Regions from separate parts of the Zea mays genome. Here all the other regions are linked to region 1. A link is a contact called in public Hi-C data. All regions are on one chromosome and are shown on one strand. The core of a region is the stretch at or near the end of the contact, and the rest is flanking DNA. Distances in the headings are between cores, read along the strand shown.

Region 1 (3,792 bases), core at 633-3,132:
GGAGGTGGAGGTGGCAGAGGAGCCTGAACTTGGCGCTGCTGGAGCTGGCCGAATGCTGCCGTGGCGAGGCCGCGAAGGTCGCTTGCCGCTTGGGTAGCTGCTGCGGGCAGGGAGGCGGGGAGAGGAGGCGCCATGAGGCGACGGTGTCCATCGCCGGACACGCGGAGGCGGCGAAGGCTTCCGGCTTCCCTGTGGTATGCTTTTGGTTTGCACGGCAGCCGTGGCGCGTGCCTTATCGTATCTGAATAGACGGCGGTTTGGGGTCATGTGGCACTCAAGAATTTGGCCTCCCTGGACCGTTGGATAGGGATCCAATACATGCACGAAGCTGAGCAGCGCAAACTTAGTCGTAATTTACTTACGTTGGATCGTGGAAAATAAGAGATTTTGCTCCGTAGAATGACAGTGCAGCTTGAAATATTGGATGAGATGGATAGGAGAGCGGCTGGGATATAGCCACAGAGTACCTACCTACACAGTAATTCTGACAAGTTCCCACGGCTACAGGACTAAGGCCCTGTTTGGTTCCTTTAGTCATTAGACTAAATTTTAGTGACTAAAGTTTAGTCGCTAAAGTACCATGTTTGGTTCCAGTGACTAAACCGGACTAAAGAGCATTAATTGTTGTGAATAATGACTGTTTTACCCCTATTAATTAATGGATGTTTGCTATAAGAAGGAAGTGGAAAGAGCAAATAAAGTAAAAATACTACTTTAGTATCTTTTAGTCACCCCTTGGTGACTAAAGAACTAAAGTTTAGTCACTTCACTTTAGTCACCATATTTAGGCCTCGTTTGGTTATGGGTGACTAAAGTTTAGTGACTAAATTTTAGTCACTTTTAGTCCCTAAAGAAGCAAACATGATGACTAAAATAGAGTTACTAAACTTTAGTTCTTTAGTCACCAAGGGGTGACTAAAAGGGACTAAAGTAGTATTTTTACCTTATTTGCCCTCTCAACTTTCTTCTTATAGTAAACATCCATTAATCAATAGGGGTAAAACAGTAATTATTCACAACAATTAATGCTCTTTAGTCCGGTTTAGTCACTCGAACCAACACAGGGTACTTTAGCGACTAAACTTTAGTCACTAAAATTAGTCTAGTGACTAAAAGAACCAAACAGGGCCTTACTTATTTAGGGAATAAAAGTGACTAAACTTTAGTCACTAAACTTTAGTCACCCTAAACCAAACGGGGCATAATTCTGATAGATGGTCTGACAAAGGCGCTCATGTGAATTGAAATGAAACACGCATCACTGACGGAAGTGTGCGGAGCAAGAGCGCGTGGTGAGAGCAGAGCTCGGAGCAGCGCAAAGTTGCAGACACACAGATCCTACTACTACTACTGTATGTACCACGCCAAGCCAAGCAACCTTTTTTTGTTGACATGCCTTGCCAAGCGACCTGCGAGCCGTGCTCCTCGAGCGTGGAGGCAGGCGTCGGTCGGTCAGAGTCAGACGGCTCATGCGAGGAGCAGATAGCCTGGCACTCTGCCGTCGCAACAATTACCGATGGGAGGGCCCAAGCGTGACCTGACAGCTCCAGGTTTGCCGGCCTGCAGGCGCATGCAACGCTGCACTGCACACTCCGCACTTCCGTTACTTCCACCCACCCTTTGGGCCCGCTACTTAACGGGCCGACAAAGCTAGCCTGTCGCACAATTGCGGCCATGAGCCTGGCACCCATGCACCGCCCCGCCCCGCCCCCACACCCCGGCGGGCGAGAATATTCGGGCGGACGTCCTGCGTGCGAAGGGAAGATCCCCTCGGAATCGGCATCCTGCGCTCCCATGTCTTGGCGTCTCCCGGCGCCGGGCGCGACGCTCACGCCAATGACTATTTATCCGCCCTCCTTGCGATCGGACAGCCAGGCAGCGACGACGACCGCGACCGGTGGGCGGCGGAGGCAAGCTGGGTGGGTTTCTACTTCTACTACTACTACCACACGCGCGCGCGATCTCGCGGTGCGTGTCTTCCTCCCTAGCATAGCAATAGCCCATTGTTTAGTGTACTTAGTTTGACAGGTCTCAAGCTAGAGCACAGGTGGTTTCATCAGCTCACACACAGAGAACAGGATCAGGATCAGGACAGATGGGAGCCGAGAACGGTAGCAACAACCCTTCGTCGACCGTCTTGGATGGCCTCTACGGGGTGCAGCTCGGCCGTCCATCGGATCCGGCACAGACCGACGGTGGGGCGTCGTCGTCACCAGCAGCTTGTGAACACCACCACAAGCGTGGCCGTGGTGGTACAGCACAGGCACAGCAGAGGTTGCAGATCCGGTGAGCGCAAAAATCTGCAGTAGCTAACCTAACCACGCATACACAAGTCCACCCTTCTTAGCTTTGGTGATCTGATGCAATGCCTTCTTGTGACCGCAGAAGGCTATGGCAGCACAGACCGTCTTGCTTCAAGCCCATCCACTGCACCATTACGTGTACGGTAACCACTTGCCATGCATATAATCTCGGGCTTCCAGTAGTAATAAAAGCGTATTATTCGATCTGTTTTGAGCAGGTGACAAGCATGCTGGCGAGACTGTCGCGAACGTCGTCACCTCGCTGCCCTTCATCGTTCTTGGACTGCAGGCTCCAAGGCAACATATATGCTTTGTTTGCTTGCGTGCTCACAGCGCGAGGAGTCTACTAAGTAACGCGCGATGCTGCAGGAAGAACCTGAACGCCGCTATCTACGCCAACTCCCTGGTCGGGATGGGAGTAGCGTCGAGCCTGTACCATTCTTCCAGAGGAGGAATCCGGAGGCTCCTGCGTTGGGCCGACTACACTATGATTGCCACCACAACTCTGGTAGGTCGTCGGCATCGAGGATAGCTACTAGTCGAGGGATTAATTCGCACGTCGTTCATGACAACAACAACTATGTATGTACGTGTTCCACGCAGTGTTTGTCGAGAGCAGTAGGCAACGAGAACCCAAGATTGCTCATGGCCGCTTCAGCGTTGCTCCTGCCGTTTCAGCCACTGGTGGTTTCGGCTGTCCACACTGGACTCATGGAGGCAAGTAATGTAATCCACATGTATATGTATCTTCTGTAGCTAGATTGACTGAAGACAACACAACACTAATTATTAACTATCCTAATGGACGCCGCCAGCAGGTTTCATTTGCGAGAAGAGCGTCGATGGAACCGGAGCTCAGGATGGCGCATAACCTGCACAAGGTGTCGTCTCTGCTGGGAGGTGCGCTGTTCATCGCCGACGACTGCTTCCCGGAGACTCCCTATATCCACGCCGCGTGGCATCTTGCTGCTGCCATCGGCGTTGGCACGTGCAACAAGCTTCTTGAATGACAACAGCCCGGCCTCCACTCATGCTGATATCAATGAGCAGTTGATTTCAGCACCTATCACGACCTACGCTACGTAGAATGCACACAGTATAGCAGCTTGTCGACATTTATAACAGAAAACACCATATGTCTATTATTTGATAGCCTAGGCTGAACTCCTTCGTCTGACACATGGTGTGGGAGGGAGTAACGTTTGAGACCATCTTACAGGCAATCTGAAGGTGGTGAAGATTTGTTAAAGACTGATCCATTTGCATCTATGTCAGTGCACTGAGGAAAATTGTCAAGACATCAACACCCGATGACCAAGTATTTGCAGTTCTACTTCAAGTATGGTGTGGATACAGTTTGCACATTCTTCATATAAAGGATTTTGGCTTTTGAGTCACGGATCAACCACTTGGGCCTGTGTTACCAACATGTAGGACTCATTCTGATTCACCCAGCTTCTTCGTGTTAAGTAACCCTAGTTAAGGTTAT
Region 2 (3,792 bases), core at 765-3,264, 260 kb after region 1:
CGCTGGAGGCCAGACAGCTCACGGCAGCGACGGGGCATCACAGGTTCACAGACTGGTGGGTGCTGAATTGGCCTCAGCACCGTCATAGAATGGGGTCAGAAGCACGAGTTATGGGGTCTGTCCCTAGAATGGGGTCAGAAGGCTAGAATGCATCAGCTGAGCTGCACTCCACCTCATCCCTTCATACCACACTGATGCTCCACGTTGTGAATCATCTTTGTGGAATGCATGGATTTTAAAATATTTTAGCTTGACTAACTTTTGTTAATGGTTTAGTATGATCAAGACATCCATTAGCTCCAACCAGCAAAACGATACTGAAAATGTGATCAAATTTGTAACAGCACATTGCTTAGAACAAAGCAGCTACGTAGATTTTGATATAGACTTTTGTCATGCTACATTATAGGATGACATGGGTGCGAAGTTTCAACCCTTTTAAGATAGAAATATCTGCCAAAGACCTGCAAAACGTATTAAGGGTAAATTTAGATATGACTCTAAAATGTTTTGATATGGTTGTTCGATTGTTGGCCATTAAAGAGTCACATATGTCGAAAGATGAAATGATAAAGGATAAAAAACATTATATGGACATGCGCTTCTGGGTAAGTTTGTTTCCAATCAATAATATAGTAATATATAGTATCTATACATATAATCCTCATGTGGGCATGTATATATATATTTATCCAGAGAATGGTTGGTTTTGGTAAACTTCTAAAGTACCATGAGGATCCTACAGCAGAAGAGTTAGCCAAAACACTCGACTGTTGGCCTTCATTGAACTATTATATCACTGGTTGTAAATATGTAAGTATGTGTTCATTTCGAATGTATTTATAAAAGGCACTTCGTTGCAATCCTAATGACTGATATTTTGTAGGTTCTTATGCCATGGAAATTCAACGGATGCTACGCACTTTTCGTAATCAATCATGGTAAAAAGCACGTAACTTTTATAGACTTTACACCCACTCAAGATTTGTGTAAACACATGCCATACAAGAGGTTTGCGGAAGCAATTATCATGTCCTCAAAGAAATATAAGATTGCCTACAACAAGAAACGTTCTGGATGGGCAGAAGATATTTGTAAGTAGGAACATACAATTTGGTCTGGTGTTCCAATTGACTTGAAAGGGTATTTTCTCAATACCATGTTCTCGACAGTTTAAATTTTTTCTATGATAACCATTGTATATAATATAGTTGGTCAAACATTATTCTATAGGGTTAATACCAGTTACTTCGTTCTACAAGCTATGATCATGTGGGGGAGTGCTAGACAAATGAAATTTGATAGGGTGAGTGGAGTACGTTTGTTTCATGTTCAAACATACATTTCAGTTACATAATATAAATTTGACGTTTTGTTCTCTTATGTCGTTGTGTGTAAGATGTAAAGATTCTTCGAAGGAACTTTGTAATTGATCTGTTAAATTACGAGGACAATTCATGCCGCTATGCCATCCCTACAAACATACAACAACGACTTATCAATATCGCTAAAAAGGATTAGATTAATGTACGGTTATCGACATATTTGCCTATTATTAAAAATTTTATATTCTCTTTAAAATAGTTTGTGCGATATTGATAATGTTTGTCACACGAATTCTGTATATTATAGAGACTATGCACGAGGCATGCAAATTAGCAAGACTCATACAAGCGTGGAACAGTGTGCTGATGGGGCAAAAGGGTAACTCATGCGTCTTAATATATTTGGCTTCCGAGCAAACTTTCTGCAGACCTCCAAAAAAAATATAAGATCCGATCAGATATGTGTCGATGCTCATCCTAGCGTACTCCCGTTGCAACGCACGGGCACACACCTAGTTATAATTATTAAAATGAAATTTAATTCCAACGAAACAAACGGAGCTTAAATGTATTGGATTAGTAATAGTGCTGCGCATGATTGCCGCATTATATTGTTGTTTATATGGCTTTGCGTTACATAGGCTAGACTTCTTTTTAGTCTTTAGAATTAAGCCCGGTCCACTTAAGAATCGGACTAGAGCCCATTAATTTAGCTGACTGCGTACACCGTCTTTGGTCGGCCTGCGAGTCATCCGTTTCAGATCGAGAATTTTATTATGGAGATTTTCCTGTATAGAGCCATCGCTTCAGAAACTATAGATAGTGAATCTATCAGATTCTTTATATTAAATATTATTTTCTAATTTCTCGTGAATCTACGTAGAGTACATGATCAAGCTGCAACTTAGGTGTATCACTTGATCTTTTTTAAGAGTTCTCTATCTTCTTATCGTGGTTTATCATGGCCAATGTAGAAGGTTTCTTGCGGGATTGGTTCGCACCTTGTATGTTATTCTCTAAATTATTGCTACCGTATATGCTTAATTTCTCAAATTTTAGTTGGTTGATCTATGTGGAGATTATACCATACGTGGTGTTGGATAAGAGTATATTTGTTGCCATGGGTGTCTGGTCCATCACCGCCGAGGGCTGTTGTCGGTGGCTTCTATGATTTGGATTTTCAGTATCAACCCTATGCTGAAGTTGTCTTCTATTGCTGCTGCTCTGCAATCTTGAGACGTTGTGCTAGTCGTGAAGGTCCAACAATACGCCAGCCTGTTGTTGTTCTATTTATAATACATTGAACTGAGGGACCATAGATTTGGAATATTATTGACCGGGCATATTAAGTTCTGTTGCTTAATTCAAGTAAAATCTAGAGTATCAATGTTTGCAGTTATTTGTAATGTAAAAGAATGGGATAATTTTTTGTTATCGCAGGTGTGTCTTCATCAGACTGTCGAACGGAGTCGGCACCATGTTCCGTCCAACTAAAACTTAGTCTCTGTCATATTAAATATTTGAATGATAATTATAAGTATTAAATATAATCTAATTATAAAACTAATTACACATGTGAAGACTAAAACTAAAAGACGAAATGAATTTATTAAAACTAATTGGGCCTATATTTAATACTCATAATTTATATTCAAATATTTGATGTGACATAAACTGAACTTTAGTTAGGGAAACCAAACTCTAGATTTCATCTCAGTCTGACCTTGGTGCACTGGCTTTTCACAGTTTGAGCTTTTACCTCGTACTTCTGCACATGACATAAGGCCTTAGGTTTTGGTGTTTTACTTCAAAGAGAAGAGTATATGAGATATGGGAGAGTTGTGAGCGGGATTTGATGTATTTTTTACTTTTATCTTTTGATGCATCATATAGTACTTTGTGTGTGTGATGCTACCTAGGGACTTTGCGATATGTGTAGGAAAGCGAGTATGCTATGCACTAGCATATCTATCATGCTCAATCAAGATATATAACATGCGGGTACAATATTATGGATTGTTATCATTAGACGCATAACACATCAGGAAAAGACTATGGCGATGTATTTGTAGTAGTTGTAGGTTCTCGTATACCAACAACAACAACATATTAACCTGTGCTCCTCACATTCGTGTGATCAACATTGCAGCAACAGTAGCAACTCCACGGTATCCATACATGCGGGAATGAAACACCGTGACACCGGTGTGCTAGTGCACCCACACAGTGAGAGGAAGGGCGATGTTGGCTTGGACGCTTGCAACCCTAGGAAGATAGGTGGTGGTTGCTAAGATGTGTGTCTCAATTTTAGTATGTCAACCCCTTCATATATAGTCTCTTACTAATTTGCCTTCGTCCTAAAGGCTCGTTAGTGTTGTCATGGATCATGATTGTCTCTTGAGCATATAATCAACAATCTTGCACTTGCGCTAGAGTCAATCATCTATATAACTATTCCAACCCCTTA
Region 3 (3,792 bases), core at 823-3,322, 170 kb before region 1:
GAAGTTTTCTTCTATTTGTACCTCCCTAACCCTAGAAGGCACATCCTCCCACCCCTAGCAGCCATCACCCTTTTGTGCCTTGCCCCAATAGAATAGAGAAAGAACAAGGGAGAGAAGAGAGGGGAGATGAGGGCATACCGTCGCCCATCGTCGTCGTTCCTCTCCAAGAATTGGTTGGATTCCCTTTCCTCTCTCTCTCTCTCTCTTCTCCACTTGCCCTGTAATTAGCCTTTCTTGGTTGGATTAGATGGGGGATTAGATTTTGATCTCGAAATTAGTCCCTATAGAGTGGCAGATTCGACAGTTTATGTTCATGCCAGTTTTTTATGGTATTAGTGGCCTCAAAAAAATAAGAAGTTTAACTATGAGTCGTAAATAATTTGTAGATCTTTCTACGGTCACAAAGAGCACCTCAATCGGACATCAGATCAGAGAGTAATTGAAGTTTGATTATAACAGTTTTTCAGTCTCATAATTCTGTACAGAATCTGTTCTCCTAAGATGTACTCGATAAAGAACCCTTTGGCAATAAAATATTTGCCGAGTGGGGAGCATAGAACTCGTCCAATATATATATATATATATATATATATATATATATATATATATATATATATATATATATATATATATATATATGAACCCTAACGCCGACGAACTTCATTTCTGTCTACGGTGGCGGCAGGTCCTTTTTTCCTCTTTTTGCGGCATGTACGGGTGACAATAGAATCTAAATTTTACGCTATAAGATTTAAGGATCAAATCGAATTTGGATCAGGTTCTATTTATATTTATTTTTGAACTAAAATTTATTTAGCGTCCTACCATTTTATGAAGAAGCATTTGATCGTGATCCATTACCACCCATATGCCCATGCCGCACAACTTAATCCTATGCACATGATTAAGGGTATATTTGTTTCCCTTCTAGATATAGATTGGATTATAGTGGAATAGTAGGTGAGTAAAATATCACTTTGGGACTATAAATAAACTAAAATAAGCTAGTATTATGTAGCTTATTCAGCTTATTTGTAATCTCAAAGTGATATTTTACTCTTCTAATTTTTTATCATAATTTAACTTATGTAATTTAGGAAGAAAACAAACAGGACCTAGATTATTTGTACCTAACCAAACTACTGGCGTTTGCCTTCCGCCAGGTACCTTTTAATGCTGGACCAAACAAAGGCTTGCGACGACACGCAGGAGAGCAGTACACAGTAGAGAACTTGAGCGGGCACACCTGATGAGCCATACGAAGTCGCGTGTACCATCGTAGGTAATGCACTGCGATGCAGAGCCACCCAGATATATATACTGCCTCCATCCCAAATCCAACTTTCTTAAAAGCCAAAGAATCTCACAAATCTAACCAAATTCATATAATAAAACAATTAATAGTTTCTAAGGACAAATCAACATATTGTATATATAGTCATATAAAATATTATTTTTATAGTGTAGACGATACTATTACAAAATTCTAAATGTATTTAAGCTATTAGAGATAGCCTAAGACGATCCAGAATTTAACTAAGTTTATATAATAAAATAATAACAATTACAACTCCAAATAATTCAATTACATTCTTTACTAATTATATTTTTATTGTGTATCTATTTAATGTTAAAAAATTATATTTTATCTATAAATTTGATTAAATTTGAGCTATTTTAACTCCCTGAAAGATTAAAATATATATTTTATAATTTGAAACAGAAAAAGTATATATTTCTTGAACACGCATTACCTAGATGACCACGTGTCCCTGCAGTGCACGACCCAGTGTATTGTAGCCGCCCTAGCTATCTGCATCGGTCGACGCCCAATAATGTATTCATCATTCCCTTCCTACCTCCTCCTCCATACCGCGCACACCAACGCCACGCAGCTACCTCTAGGGCTCCCTCTCCTAGCCCAAAGCTTCTGCAGTGACGCAACAGTAGCCGGTCGTCAGCGACGCCATTGCTCTGAATGCTGTGTGGCTCACTACTAGCTCCCTGCTGCGGAGTCACTGCGCCGTAAACAAACAAACAACCAACACACACACACGATATGTCCTAGCAACACAACACCTAAAAGCTTCACTACTCTCACATCTTTCTGCTTCCTGTCCAGTGTCCACACACACACCGGACCCTTTCGCCATCTCTAACTTTTTCATCGATCGATCTGTTTTTTTCGACCTTGGCTTTCCTTCCCCCTTTTAAGCTTTGATGCACACACACACCACACGCAGTCGTAATGGACAGGCTCCACCTCTTGATGTGAAGATCTGTTGCATTTCCAGTCTAGCTAGCAGTCTCGCTCACATGTGGGAGGAACGCATCCAGCAAGCGAAGAAGATGATGAAGAAGCAGTAACAGCGGCAGTACCACTAGAACTAGCTAGATCTCCTCTCTTACTAGCTAGAAGCTTGTACAAACAGTGCACCACACAGATGTTGCCGTACCCTAACAACCCTCACCATTTCGGCGTCTCCCAAGAACTCCCACACCCAAACCCTACGGCCGGCTTCCCCATGCCTCCACCGGGCGCGCATCTGGATCAGCGCTACTACGTGGACCATCACTTCTTTCCCGGCCACGGTCACTGCTTCAACTCCGAGACTCTGGAGGCGGTGCTGAGGCCGGCGCGCGCTGCCCCAGAGTGCGACGAGGCCCTAGTAGTCACGGCGCCGCAGGCGGGTGGAAGAAGAAACGGTAGTCTGCCTGCCGCCGCCGCCGCCGGCCAGGGCCAGGGCCAGGGCCACGCCCGAGCGCGGAAGCGCCCGTTCCGGACGGACCGGCACAGCAAGATCCGGACGGCGCAGGGCGTGCGCGACCGCCGGATGCGGCTGTCCCTCGACGTCGCCCGCGACTTCTTCGCTCTGCAGGACCGGCTCGGCTTCGATAAGGCCAGCAAGACGGTGGACTGGCTGCTCACCCAGTCCAAGCCGGCCATCGAGCGGCTCGCCGCCGCCACCGAGCCCTCCCACCAGCGGAGCGACGACGCAGCTTTCTCACCCCCAACGTCAGGGGTGGCTGATGTGTCAGCTGGTAATAAGAGCGGAGGAGTTGCCGAGAAGTTGGGCCGCTCCAGAAGTGGGGGATCCGCGTCCATGGAGATGGAGCGCGCCTGCGGGCTGGACCGCCTCGTGTCGGCCGCACCAGTGCTTCGTGAGTACTACTACGGCCTCAGCGAGATGATGAGCAACGACAACGGAGGAGATGGCGACGACGACGGTGAGTACGAGGAAGACGGTGATTTCCTGGACGGTATGCAATATTAGTATGGTACTACTAGTAGTAGCTTGCATGGTTAATTTCTACGTACCTAGTACACTAGTACCTCCAGTCCAGCTGCTGGCAGCTTACCTAGCTAGCTAGCTCTTTATCTGGCAATGCAAGCACTTCTTCACTATCCTTAGTTCCTAGCTAGTAACTAGTAGTATGCATGTGTACTCCTTCCTTTAAGTTAATGCTACTGGCAAATGCTGTGTCAGATGTTACTGATCTTGTGCTTTGACGTTACTAATCTATCTTTTTAAAAATGTGCTCCCCTCGCTTTCCATTTTAAATTTGGGCATTCTTTTGGGCTTGTTTATATATGAAGGTCAGGATACACTAGCTACGAAAAAGGGGTTGCTTGCTTGACTGGACAATTTTCATGAGTTGTGGCAATGCATATATATATATGTAGAGAGACACTCTAAATTATTTAAGGTCTTACCCAAATGTCTTTCTCCAAAATTGATGATGTCGAAGATGTCATTCACTGACAAACATATGGACATTAATTCTTAGGGA

The links. A called contact is a pair of places that touch in the nucleus more often than the background predicts.
Region 2: a Hi-C map of ear shows a contact between it and region 1, with 2.2 times the contacts expected there. The contact joins the enhancer-like site here to the promoter of LOC100272638 in region 1. A contact is called at or near these places in 2 of 25 Hi-C or Micro-C datasets (ear and tassel).
Region 3: a contact with region 1 is called in a Hi-C map of ear, with 3 times the contacts expected there. The contact joins the promoter of LOC100191175 here to the promoter of LOC100272638 in region 1. A contact is called at or near these places in 9 of 25 Hi-C or Micro-C datasets (bundle sheath, ear, endosperm and 3 more) and 1 of 3 datasets of contacts at active chromatin or transcription factors (leaf).

What each region holds. Positions count from the first base shown.
Region 1 is chr2:185,115,284-185,119,075 of Zm-B73-REFERENCE-NAM-5.0, forward strand. It overlaps LOC100272638, which reads left to right and starts at 1,883. Exons shown (of 7, transcript NM_001353541.1): 1 at 1,883-1,968; 2 at 2,041-2,286; 3 at 2,386-2,441; 4 at 2,522-2,600; 5 at 2,673-2,811; 6 at 2,907-3,020; 7 at 3,122-3,792. The coding sequence starts at 2,096. The coding sequence ends at 3,313. LOC109944586 reads right to left here and starts at 158. Exons shown (of 1, transcript XM_020549358.1): 1 at 1-158. The coding sequence starts at 151.
Region 2 is chr2:185,370,392-185,374,183 of Zm-B73-REFERENCE-NAM-5.0, forward strand. No RefSeq gene overlaps it. Among protein-coding and RNA genes, the nearest start is that of LOC103647424, 4.5 kb to the left of the region's middle. Within about 2 kb of position 2,015, at least 6 of the 20 cell types and tissues checked have an H3K27ac peak or open chromatin away from gene starts, as enhancers often do. A contact at or near this core is called in ear, where this site is marked.
Region 3 is chr2:184,948,945-184,952,736 of Zm-B73-REFERENCE-NAM-5.0, forward strand. It overlaps LOC100191175, which reads left to right and starts at 2,073. Exons shown (of 1, transcript NM_001136610.1): 1 at 2,073-3,531. The coding sequence starts at 2,445. The coding sequence ends at 3,275.